Regions from separate parts of the Gasterosteus aculeatus genome. Here region 1 is linked to region 2. The links are chromatin contacts, called in public Hi-C maps. All regions are on one chromosome and are shown on one strand. The core of a region is the stretch at or near the end of the contact, and the rest is flanking DNA. Distances in the headings are between cores, read along the strand shown. Region 1 has its middle 53 kb from the start of trabd2b. Region 2 holds the start of foxd2 (forkhead box D2).

What was found. A called contact is a pair of places that touch in the nucleus more often than the background predicts.
Region 1: a Hi-C map of skeletal muscle shows a contact between it and region 2, with 7 times the contacts expected there. The contact joins the enhancer-like site here to the promoter of foxd2 in region 2. A contact is called at or near these places in 5 of 6 Hi-C or Micro-C datasets (liver, skeletal muscle, tail fin and 1 more).

What each region holds. Positions count from the first base shown.
Region 1 is chr8:18,048,306-18,054,318 of fGasAcu3.hap1.1, forward strand. No RefSeq gene overlaps it. Among protein-coding and RNA genes, the nearest start is that of trabd2b, 53 kb to the right of the region's middle. Within about 2 kb of position 1,861, at least 2 of the 9 cell types and tissues checked have open chromatin away from gene starts, as enhancers often do.
Region 2 is chr8:17,982,418-17,988,009 of fGasAcu3.hap1.1, forward strand. foxd2 (forkhead box D2) reads left to right here and starts at 2,381. Exons shown (of 1, transcript XM_040185049.2): 1 at 2,381-4,929. The coding sequence starts at 3,014. The coding sequence ends at 4,120.

The DNA.
Region 1 (6,013 bases), core at 611-3,110, 65 kb after region 2:
TATTTATTTATTCATCCACTTCTTTATAGGGGTGACTTTCACTTCTTTTTTTCTTCTTCCCTCCAACGATTTCCCTGCGCTTCTCCGTCCTCTGATTCTTCTTCACTCACACCCCCCCCTGGCGACGGCAGGCTGAAGTGCAGGGACGGTGGACCCGCTCGCGTCACGGCCCCGTTTGAGTGGACGGCAGCGCGGTTTACCCTCCGCGACCACCGGCCCGTTCGGTGTCGGTGCTCCTCGGAAACCAACCTTAAGCAACGTTTGAATTATTTATATTTGACTATTTCAGCCGTTGTGGATCAACATGAGGCTTTTTGATGAAGAGATTTCTGAATGGTCATTTCATAAAGAGACTATTTAGCCTGCACGTAGGTTTCACCTGCAATAATATTGTTACTAATTATAAGAAGTAAATAAGGCAGCTCTGTCAAGCCTTTTGGATTATTGCTGACTAAATGTAATTCAGCCCTTTTCCGGGATCAGGGGATAATTTGCATACTGCAAATAGTTTGAAACAGACATAATGTAGACTATAATATATAGATTATTACTTTATTTTATTTGTTTAAATATATATTAAAACTACAAAAACTATATGAAACATATAGTTAACATATATCAACCAGTTAGTGATGGTGATTATGCAATAATCAGGGTAATGCATGAACGGAAAGTCTTATTTCACAACGCATTGAGACCACAGTGGCGGCTGTTTAATCTGGACCGTATTTGGTTCCAGGTTTTAATTGTGTAAAGCGAAACCCCTTCAGAGGTCGATCACCTGATTCCTGTAATGAGCTCTGATGGCTGATTCATAACTGATAGCGAGAGTCAGTTTTGTTTTTGTGCGGCGTGGCTGCTTGTTTTAATTGGCGATCGGTCTAGAAAGTGTACAAGCACAAGTTATCAATCCACACACTTCTACTTCCAATTACACACACACACACACACACACACACACAAGACAACGCGGTCACACAAAGAACTCACTACACTCCAAATTCCTCATGCATTGTTTTGCGAGGTTACCATACCTCCGTGCCCTCTCTCCCCAGCTCGCGCACACGGCAGAGATAGTTTAATTAAAGAACAACATTATCTTAGGGCAGCTGCACTCCTTGCAGTAAGGAATGCCTTGTTTTCAGTGCTGCGTCAGGAGAGCAGGAGAGCGCGCCACCTCCACTAACCGCTGCCTGTCCTCCTCTGTCCTATATGGCCCCTTGCTCTGTCAATAGCTTTTAATGGTGCGATTGCAAAACATCTTGTCACATGCGGGAGTTACGATGAGGTTTTACAGCCCTGCAGCCATTCAAAAGATATATACATCGCAGTTACCCGAGACGTCTTAAGACGGAGACGGTGTGTGCAAAGCGTTGCATAATGCCGAGGGACATAATTTTTTTAATTGCGCACTTCAAGACGGTGCACGTGTGTCCCGATGTGTATTATAAAGTGGGCACTTAAAAACAAAGGCCTGCCGATATAGACGCAGATAAATGCTTCCTACATGCGTCTGAACAAACTACCGCCAAACGCTGGGAAACAAATGTCTCTGTAATCGAGAAATGATATCCAGACAAAATAAATATTTGGTGTTTTTTTTGTGCTTTGCATGTTGTCGGTGAACACCGGTGCATCGGTGCTGGTCTGCCGGCAGGGTGAAGCCTCGCCGGCCGTGCCGCTTAAACAAGATTTTCTCCTTTTTTGTTTCTTTTTTTTTTCTTCTTCATAATCGACACGATCGTAACCCCCTGCCGAACAAAGACATGAATATCCATTTCCAAGAAAAAGGGTGAGTGCCCTCTCCATGCCCCCTCCTCGGCCCTCGGTGTACTGTACCCGTTGCCCTGGTAACCCCAACGGGCAGAATGCAGATCAGGGGGACCAACGCAGCGGCCTCTTGTCTCCCCTCACAATTCACCCTGATGATGGCTAACACTTTTGTTCATGGAGAGGGCAGGTGGGAGTTTACAATACGCTTCAAATCATTGCTCACCCGAGATCTCCCCTTTACTCTCCCTCTCTAACCCCCGGCTCCCCCATCCATATCTTTCCACCTCTCGTCTTTCTTTTCTTCATTTTTTTCCCGATCTCCCCCCCTCCAATGTCCCCCCCCCTCCCTCGTTCGTCCTTCCAGTCGAGAATGACAGTGAATCCCACAAAGCTCACTCGCGGCAGACGTGGCGGTGGTTTGCGAGAGGTCAGTGTTATCTAAACAGACCCATTGGGCTATTTGCTATAGCACCCTCCATCAGGCAGGAAGCTCTGAGGAATCAGCCCATCACTTCAATCAGCCACCACGGCATACAATGAATTTATAATGGCCAGAGCAGGGCGAGGGACGAAATCAAAGAGAGACAGAGGGAGGAAGAGAGAGCGATGGACAAAGAGGGAGAAGGGGTTCGGGAGGACAAGAGAGCAAAAGATGGAGGAGCCGGAGTGGAGTCCGTGTCAATGACCACTATGCGCCGGAGTGAGTTGTTTGTTTGTAGTGTGAAACAAACAAGTGATTGTTGAAAGTGAGGAGATAGACTGTGACTGTTTGACAGTGAACTGTATGTGTGTGTGTGTGTGTGTGTGTGTGTGTGTGGTCACATCCATTCATGTGTGCCGTACATGTTTGCCTGTATACAACGTGCTTCGTTTATGTGTACAAATATACACACAGCGTATTTGCAGCCGGCCGGCGTGTTTATTGGCCCGTGTGCAGAGAGAGGAGGTAATCTTATCTCCGTTCATAGGGTAAGTACATGTGACGGTAGAGATACACAAACTCTTGATCAATATCTTGATAGATTGTCAGATAATGACTCATCGCGCGGGTGTGGACAATTGCTTCAATGTGTTTTCCTGGCTCAGGCCCGGAAAAGGGGCCCAAAAGGGGACCGCGGCCCGGTTCTCTGTCTTTGGACCGACCCGACCGACAGACAGACCGACCGACTGATGGCGCCCGGGCCCCTCGCGCCCCCCCCCCCCCCCCCGCCTGGCCATTGCCCTTTGACCACATTAACCGGCGCAGTCAAACTCATCTCTCCGGTCTCCTGTTATCACCTGGAATCAAACATTAAAAGAGGGAGGGAGCCGGAGTTACTCATAAAGTCTGAGATATATGGGCGCTGGTGGGGGGGAGAGATAAAGACGGTGAGAGGCGGAGTGGGGGAAGAAGATGATAAAAAATAAGAGGAACTGCCGTATAAAGGGCTGGCAGGAGGGGGAAGTAAGGGAGGCGGACGCAGGGGCCGAGGACGAGTGAGGGTCGATGTGGGGATTAAATAAGGGGAAGAAAGTAGACGGAATGGGGCAGAAAAAAGTGTGACCTCGTCCAAGGATCCGTCGCTTCCTGCCTCTCTCCGTTCTCGGCGGCCGAAGCGAGGGGGGCGCGGCTCTGCCGTGGGCAAACAGGCTGTTTTTTTTTTACGAGTGCCATTCCGCAATTACCCGTTACCTTGACTTTCGTGGCTTTTAAGAGCGCCGCGGCCTTGGAGTTACCTGGATACACCTGGAGGAGAGCGATAACGCACAAAAAGGAGACGAGGTGGTGTGAGAGACGCAGGGCGAGGCGGTGATCTCCCCCTATCTGAGTGGCTGAGGTCCGCCCCCCCTAAAACGCTTTTCCGGCGCCCACCCACACACACACACACACACCCTGTCTATCTTGTCTGTCTGTGTACACGCTGGTCTGTCTGACTGGGCGTGTAATGGTCAGCTAGGCCTCTATGTGTTCCTCAGCCACGCCGCCTCCTGCGTGCACAAACTCACTCGCACACACTTGAAGATTTCAGGCAGGTGCTCCGCTGATTGATAGTGATGGGAAGGAAAATATTTGATGTCCCCAGCTTGGCCGTTTAAAATTCTCACCCTGTGCTCTGACCTTAAAGAGTGTGCATGCATGCATATGTGTGTGTGTGTGTGTGTGTGCATTCTGTGCTCATGTGGACCGGCACATTGCAGCGCCGTGTGTTTGTTCACTTAGCCCCAGTTAGCTGGTCAGACCCCCGACAGGCCCATTGAGACACGCACACGGACACCGTCCCATTAGCAGGACTTATCAGAGCCCATTTGACCTCCACCTTCTCCCTGACCTCTAGAGGGTGGAGGTCTGCGTCCCTCAGGAGAGCGGGTCAGCGAGGCGAAAGTGTGTGTGTGTGTGTGTGTGTGTGTGTGTGTGTGACTGGATGGGGGACTGCTGTGGCGTCTGACTGAAAGCAAACACTGATGGTCAAACACACAGCCTCCTCCACCCCTTTGTATTCTGTCTGTCTGTCCACCTCCTCTGAGACAGGCAGTGCGCCGTGTCACTCCACCTCTTTCTGTGTCAAGTATACAGGGAGAATTTCAGCTTTTTTTCTTAATAAAATGTAGGTTAAGTGGACTTTGGATGCAGCTTCATATTCTTAGACTTTATTGCACCTAGCTGAGGTTAAAATCCATTTATGGCGTCTTCCAAGAATACACTTTTTCTTTTTGGCCGACAAAACATGGCAACTAAGTGTTTTAGAATATTCTAGATTCATTATTTATTCTTCACGGGTTGCAAGAGATTGAGTTATGACAAGAACAGAAAGATATAATTCATACTGACGGGTACGACTTTTCACATGCTTCCGTCGAGCCTCCTCAAATCGTCCCCCCTTCATCTACATCAAACTGCCCAAATTTACCATCCATGCAAATCTGCCCCTACGCTTCCAGTCATGCAACCATTTCCGTTTCCACCCCCCAAAAAAAGTGTTCCAGGGCATATCGAGTTGTGGCCCTTTCTCATGCGAGCTCTGATGTGTTTCTCCGGGTGACATCTGGGGCCGTCGGAGCTCGACTGGAAAACATCGCTCCGGTTTCCATTGTGTAAACTTTAAACGTAATAAGTTTAAGATCTCTTTCCTCCCACAATCAAGTTACGTTTTTCTCCACAAATGGGCCTACTGGGGCGTCGGATGGAGCCCGAGGTCTGGGCTTTGGAGTCACTTTTGCCGTCCAGGTTTGGTAAATTCCAAATAAACAAATAATAGATCCGCTGCTGTGAAAGAAACGGGCCTAAATTAAAGCGGCGGTGCGCGGCACGCAGAGCACCCTCCGGAGGTCCTTCTTTTTTTTTTTTTCCACACCGAGATCTCCAGCGAACCATTGAAAGGGAACAATGGGGTTCTTAATCAGCGGACCTTTCCCCCCTCGCCAGTTCCCGGGTCAACTGATGGCCCACGCTGCTTTGTCGCAAGTGAACGGCATAAAATATATGTTTACGAAAAGGAGAATTAATCACACTGGGTATCTTTGGATAAAGTCATATTTGTTGTTTTTTTTACACCCTTTCTCCGGCTCCGTGTACGAGGGCTTTCATGTGGCTGTAATTACCATATTTCATTAGCGCATGGAGTGTCACCGCTGGAGCATCAAAGCGGTTGGCTCTTCGCATGTGCGGCGACCACTGCCAGGGAAGTACACAACTATCTGTTTTTTTCCCAGAATAAATTCGCCCGCGCCTGTTTTTGAGTGCACTCTCTCCCTCAAGCTGCTGTCGATATCAAAGAGAACCCATTCCGCATGTGAAGTGCCCCTTGTGCAGAATAATAAAGCAGTGCATCATGGCAAAAAACTGTGAAACACAACACTCTCACCACCATGCCTCAATGCACACACACACACACACACACACACACGTACGCGTAAGCTCACCCGGTATTCCGCTCTCCTTTGTACCTACTTTGCTCTCCTTGGTACACACTCGCTCCTTCTACCTCTGCACTCAAAACAAACTATTTTCCCTCGCTGTATGTTGCAGCACAGAACCAGCGGTGAAACACATCTGCATTCACTATTCCCGATTTCTAATTACGAGTTTTGTTTTCCAACACAATGTGCACCCAATCTTTGGGAGGGGGGAACAGTAAGAAGTACCTTTATTATTAGAATCCCATTCGAGAATATCCTTAAAGGGTTAGAAGAAGTCGATGGGGCTCACTCCTTATCTACAAACTACTAAAAGCACATAAAAGAGCCGTACTGTCTCATTGGT
Region 2 (5,592 bases), core at 1,131-3,630:
AACTTCACAATTTGATATTTTTCCGCACAAACCTTTCTCAAATATGATGTCTGATTATAGATTAAAGAAGCCAGCGGTTGGTGGATTGGCAGCAATTTAATTGCTGGTTAGTCTATTTTGAAACTTGTTTTGGTCAATTTAAAAAGACTTAAGAAATGTTATGTTAAATTAAAGATGGTCATCAATTTTAACCTATTTTGGATAGTTTGTTTGCAGTATTGTAAAAAGTTTCCCAACTTGTGTGAGAACCTAATGCGACTATCCTTAAATATGACAATGCACAGGAATACACATAACTAACAATTTATACTTTATAATCAAATGTTCTTTTTTAAAAGAAAATGTTTCCATATTGAAATGAGGTATATTTATTATTTATATTACAAATGTTGCCTGAACTTATTTGACTGTTTTGTGAAACTTCTTATGCTGCTTATTCTGCTAAAATAGAAAAAAGAAATTAAATAACTGCTTTGCCTGCAAAATATCTATCATGCACCATTTTTTATAAAACTCAACACAGTATTTACTGTCATCAACAATCTGTTTTGTTTTCATGTTGTGTCTCTTTGTCAACAGCAGGGGGCGCTTCAACACCACTAAACGGAGACGATGAGGCCCCATTAAACCTTTGGAAGCTTCATGGACCTATAATATAGGACTGCGCGGGTTTTTTAGGTTGTTCAATTTAACAAATCTCAAAATAATACATTTTTTATAAAATGCAACAACAAAAATAAATATCTGCAGGTAAGCTGCAGAATCTTAATATTTTTAGAAAGTAAAAGGAGCTGTAAATAAAAAAAAGCCCTAAAATGTTATAGCTACACAAAGTACATGCATATTTTAGTCTATTTATTAGCACATATATTTATTAAATTAATCCAAATATATTGCCACTCACAACAAGCGGCACACAGAATGTAAGATAAACATGTAAATATGAAAATATGAAAAAAAAACATAAACCAACGCACTTAAGAGTTAGCCGGCTCCAAAGGGTTTGGATTTTGAATTGAAATCAAATTTAAATAATGATTTAAAAAAAACCATTATAAAATATGTCTGCTTGTGAGACTTGTGGAGAAAGTAACGCGTCATGTGGCTCGGCCGCAGTCAGACTTGTGACATGTCAGACAAAACCTGCTTCACCCCTTCACCTCCAGAAAAGACCAATAACGTAATAAGAAACTCACGAATCAGATCGTGTCGGAGGTTAGAATGAAACTCCAGCCTCGATGTGAAAATTAGAGGACCGTGGTGCTGGAGATGCACGCGCGTGACGTTAACAGTGTGTCTCTGCACACAATACACACACGTTACACGTCGTCATCACTGCTGAGCAGGACAAAGAGAAGCAGGTTGCATCGAACCACTGACTCCAATGTGCTGTCGTGAAATATGCAGAACATGCAGATAGTGTGTTGGGACGTTTTGAAAAGGGAAACACACAACCGGTGGGAAGTGGTCAAGGAATTAGGCGGCTGGCCAAAACCTTTGAGGAAGGATTTCAACACCCCCCCCCCCCCCCCCCCCCCAAAAAAAAAATCAGCCAATTTATCAGAAGGGACATAATAAAGAGCTCCGCCTGTTGATTTAACACCTTGAACCAAAACTGATGTAACGGGTCAAAATGTCTGAACAAAAACTAGACTTGTTAATTAGAAGACTAATTATAATAGGCCTGTTTAACGATATTTATTATGAGCTTTACATTACAATTAAGGGCAAACATTGTGTCTATTTTATTTTTAATTAAAATACAAATAATAATAATAATACTTAAAATAATAAATGCATGTTTTGATGAATACATGCATTATTGTTAGTATTTTTATTAATAGCTTTTAAAACTTTAAATCAAATGATATCTTTCTTTGAAGACCGCTCTGAGCTTTAAGTGCATTTCTGGGACGTTTTTAGAACATTCTTTTAACGTAATATATATATATATAAAACAAATATTACTTTGATTTGACTAAATATACATTTGCATTATTGGGTAAATACCGATATGTGCTTTATTATAAAGAGCCCAATCACATCACCAGAGATCAGATCTCTTATGCACTACAGAAAAACTAAAAGTCAATTTAATCGGGCAACCTTGTGTTCCATAATAAACCGCATTTCAATAATTAAATGAGAAATTGCATCTTTGTGTTATCGGTGAAACATTTTTCAAAACTATTTTCAATCATAAACGTGCTTTTTTCTTTATTAATATATATTTTAACTATTTATTAAGAAAACAATAAGTGAGATATCCAACAAGTAATTAACTATTTTAATTCTCCAAATAAGATCATATGCAGAGGGACAACTGATGTGTTTCCGTTATTTCTTTGTTAAGTTGTTTTTAATCAAAGAACATTCCAGTGATTCAAGAGAAGATCAAAATATTGCGTTTTGCAAGGCAATTCCGTCCAGTTCCTGGTAACAGTGACTCAAAGACCACGTGACCAGCGCGGTCCTATAAATGCCTTTTGAAAGCTGAAGAAGATAGTGTGACAGTCGGGCTGGATGCCTACCCAACCCCGTGCGTAAAAGACATTTTGGAAAGAATCGTGGAGATCCAGAAGTAGCTTTCCAAACGCGCTACACGGGACAAACTGATCGCAGACGGAAACAGCCTCGACTCCGGAAGTCACAATCCCAGATCGGCGCAAGATCGATGATCTTTGACTGTTTGCTTTTTACGCCTGTAAAAACCAGAAGTTGTCTGCTCGATGAGAAGCTCACACGGCCCCGCTTGAACCAGCCTCGGGACGACCAGGAGTCGCCAGATCCACAGGTCAAAGACTTATTTATCTTTTCAATAGATTTTAGCCATGTGTGCATTCAGTAGTTTGGGATAAAGCTGCCGCAAACGCCTGGTGTGGTTGTAAGGGGAGGGGGGGGGGGAGGAGGGGGGACTGGTGGGAAGGGAGGGGGGAGAGGGAGAGTAGCCTCGCCAGCCTAGAAGGAGGAGGAAATCTGGGAGAAAAGGGGAAGAGAAGCGGCGTCTCCGAGGATGACTTTGGGGACGGATATGTCCGACAGCTCTGCATTGTCCGAAGACGTGGACATCGATGTGGTTGGGGGTGATATATCCGTGGGGAAGGACGGAAAGTACATCCACCACGACTTCAACTTGGACAATGACTCGGACGATAATTACTCCCAGAACGCGGCCGAGAGGGGTTCTTCTCCCGGGCTCAGCAGCTCCGACTGCCCGTCCGACCAGATGGGTTCCAGCGCGGAGGTCGGCACCGCCATCGGGGAGAAATCTAGGAAAGGCGCCCTGGTGAAGCCCCCGTACTCTTACATCGCCCTGATCACCATGTCCATCCTGCAGAGCCCCAAGAAGCGCCTCACCCTCAGCGAGATCTGCGAGTTCATCAGCAGCAGATTCCCTTACTACCGGGAGAAATTCCCCGCGTGGCAGAACTCGATCCGACACAATCTCTCCCTGAACGACTGCTTCGTGAAAATCCCCCGAGAGCCCGGCAACCCCGGGAAGGGCAACTACTGGACCCTCGACCCGGATTCCGCAGACATGTTCGACAACGGCAGCTTCTTGCGCAGGAGGAAGCGCTTCAAGAGGCACCAAACTAACGAAATCCTGCGGGAGTCTGGCGGCTTTCTGCCCGGGTTTGGATACGGCCCGTACGGATACAACTATGGACTCCAGCTGCAGAACTTCCACGCAGCCCATAACCCGTATCACCCGCACCACACGGGTGGTGCATTCCCGTTCCCCAACGCCCCGTGCACCTTGCCCTCATCGGGCTCCATATTCCCTGCGCCGCATCACCTTCCGTCCCTTTTAGGGACCGATTTAAGAAAGCCGTTTTATCCCCAAATAAGCGCGTCCCTGCCGCCTCTCAAGACGGACTCGAGCACCCCGAGTCGGCCTTCGTTCTCCATTGACAATATCATCGGTGCGGCCAACTCCACCCCCGCCTCTCCCTACGGCGCGCAGCCGGGCAGCCAGGCTCAGATCCTGGCCATATTGACCCCAGCACTGGCCTCTGCTTCCAACCATTTGAACCTATCGCAGGACAGCGTATTACCGGCCGGGCCACAGGGACAGACTTTTTCCGGCAAAACCCCAAATATGAACACTTGTCCTTTCTAAGAAAAAAAGAAAAAAAATATTAAACGAAATTTCAAGAATGAAAATCTTTTATTATAAAGTTAGAAGTTAGTGTGGCTTCGCCCTGTGTGAAGGTAGGCTGTGCATTCTTGGTGAAAACGAAGAGTGTTGTGGTCCTTGTAACAGGAGAGGAAGGTTTATTTATGGTGTGTAAATATGTGTATAATATTGAGACAAATGCAAGAAAGGTCTTTCTAAACAGTGCTGACTTGGACTCCATCTGTCAATGGGGGGGGGGGGGAGGAGAAAAAACAAGATCCTGTTATAAGTTAAAAAGGTGTCACCCATGGCTACGGGGATGATTTCTGACTTTCTTTCTTTCTTCTTCTTCTTTTTTAGATAGTTGAGAATTTTATTATGATTTACGTTGTTTTTGTTTTGTGCGTCGTGAAAAAAAAATAGCACTGTTGTTGTTGACATAGAGCTGATAGAGACGGCAAACTCAGGTTTTTAAGCACATGGAGACGAAGTGGGGCTTCTGACACAAGAATAGCCGTATCCCACTATCACTCCTTCCTCCAGTGATTCTCCTCCTCCACGTGGTGAATTTGTGACAATGTCATTTCATGTCGTCCGTGGACACGTAGGCTATGTGGTTTTGGTACAAAAGAGCGCATTACACCTCTCTCAACCTTTTAACTGTTGTTCGTTATTTCACATTTTTACTCTGTGAAAACATACCGTATGTCTTGTGTTGCCAATAGAAAGAAAGAGACACTTAATTGTTCATAGGTCATTTTTTGTTGTAATGACAAGAATAATAAACGTTTGTGAATTTGAACAAAACAAAATCGTTAATTTATTTTTATTCCACGGAGTTGATTCCCCAGAGTTAAAAATAAATAAATATCTAAACTGAAAAAAGCAGCACATGAGTTGAATTAAATCGAATGCGTATTATGTAAAATAAAAAATACACAACAACTTACCAAAGAGAGTCAACGTCTTTCCGCTCATTTAAAATGTGCTTAATTTATTTATTTCAGTAAAAATATTTAACTGAATTGATCGGCACGTTCTGGTAAAAATCCTAACATGTACACATAGGCTATTCACATTGCAGCTCATAAATCTAATGCATTTATGTGGACGTCGGCCAATTAGAAGAAAAACAAAAAATTACTCTCTTATGCAGTTAATCGGGACTCTTGTTAGGCGTGAAAAATGCACCAAATTCAGTTGAAATATTTCAAACACGACTCAATGTATTCAACAGTCATGAATATCACGCAACAGTGGGCAAGTATTCCTCTTGTGTGGCTCTTGCTCGCTTGTAAAGGACCCATTTTCTAGCAAGTTACAAAGGCCCCAACTGAATAGGGGCGTTATCAGGCCTCGGCGGCCTGTAATTGAAAGTGAACAAGGATATACCCACGGTCTTTCGGGCTGTCGTTGCTAATTTGTAGCAGCATTTTTCACCAGGCTCCCTAATCCACCATAATGCGGCTTTTTTG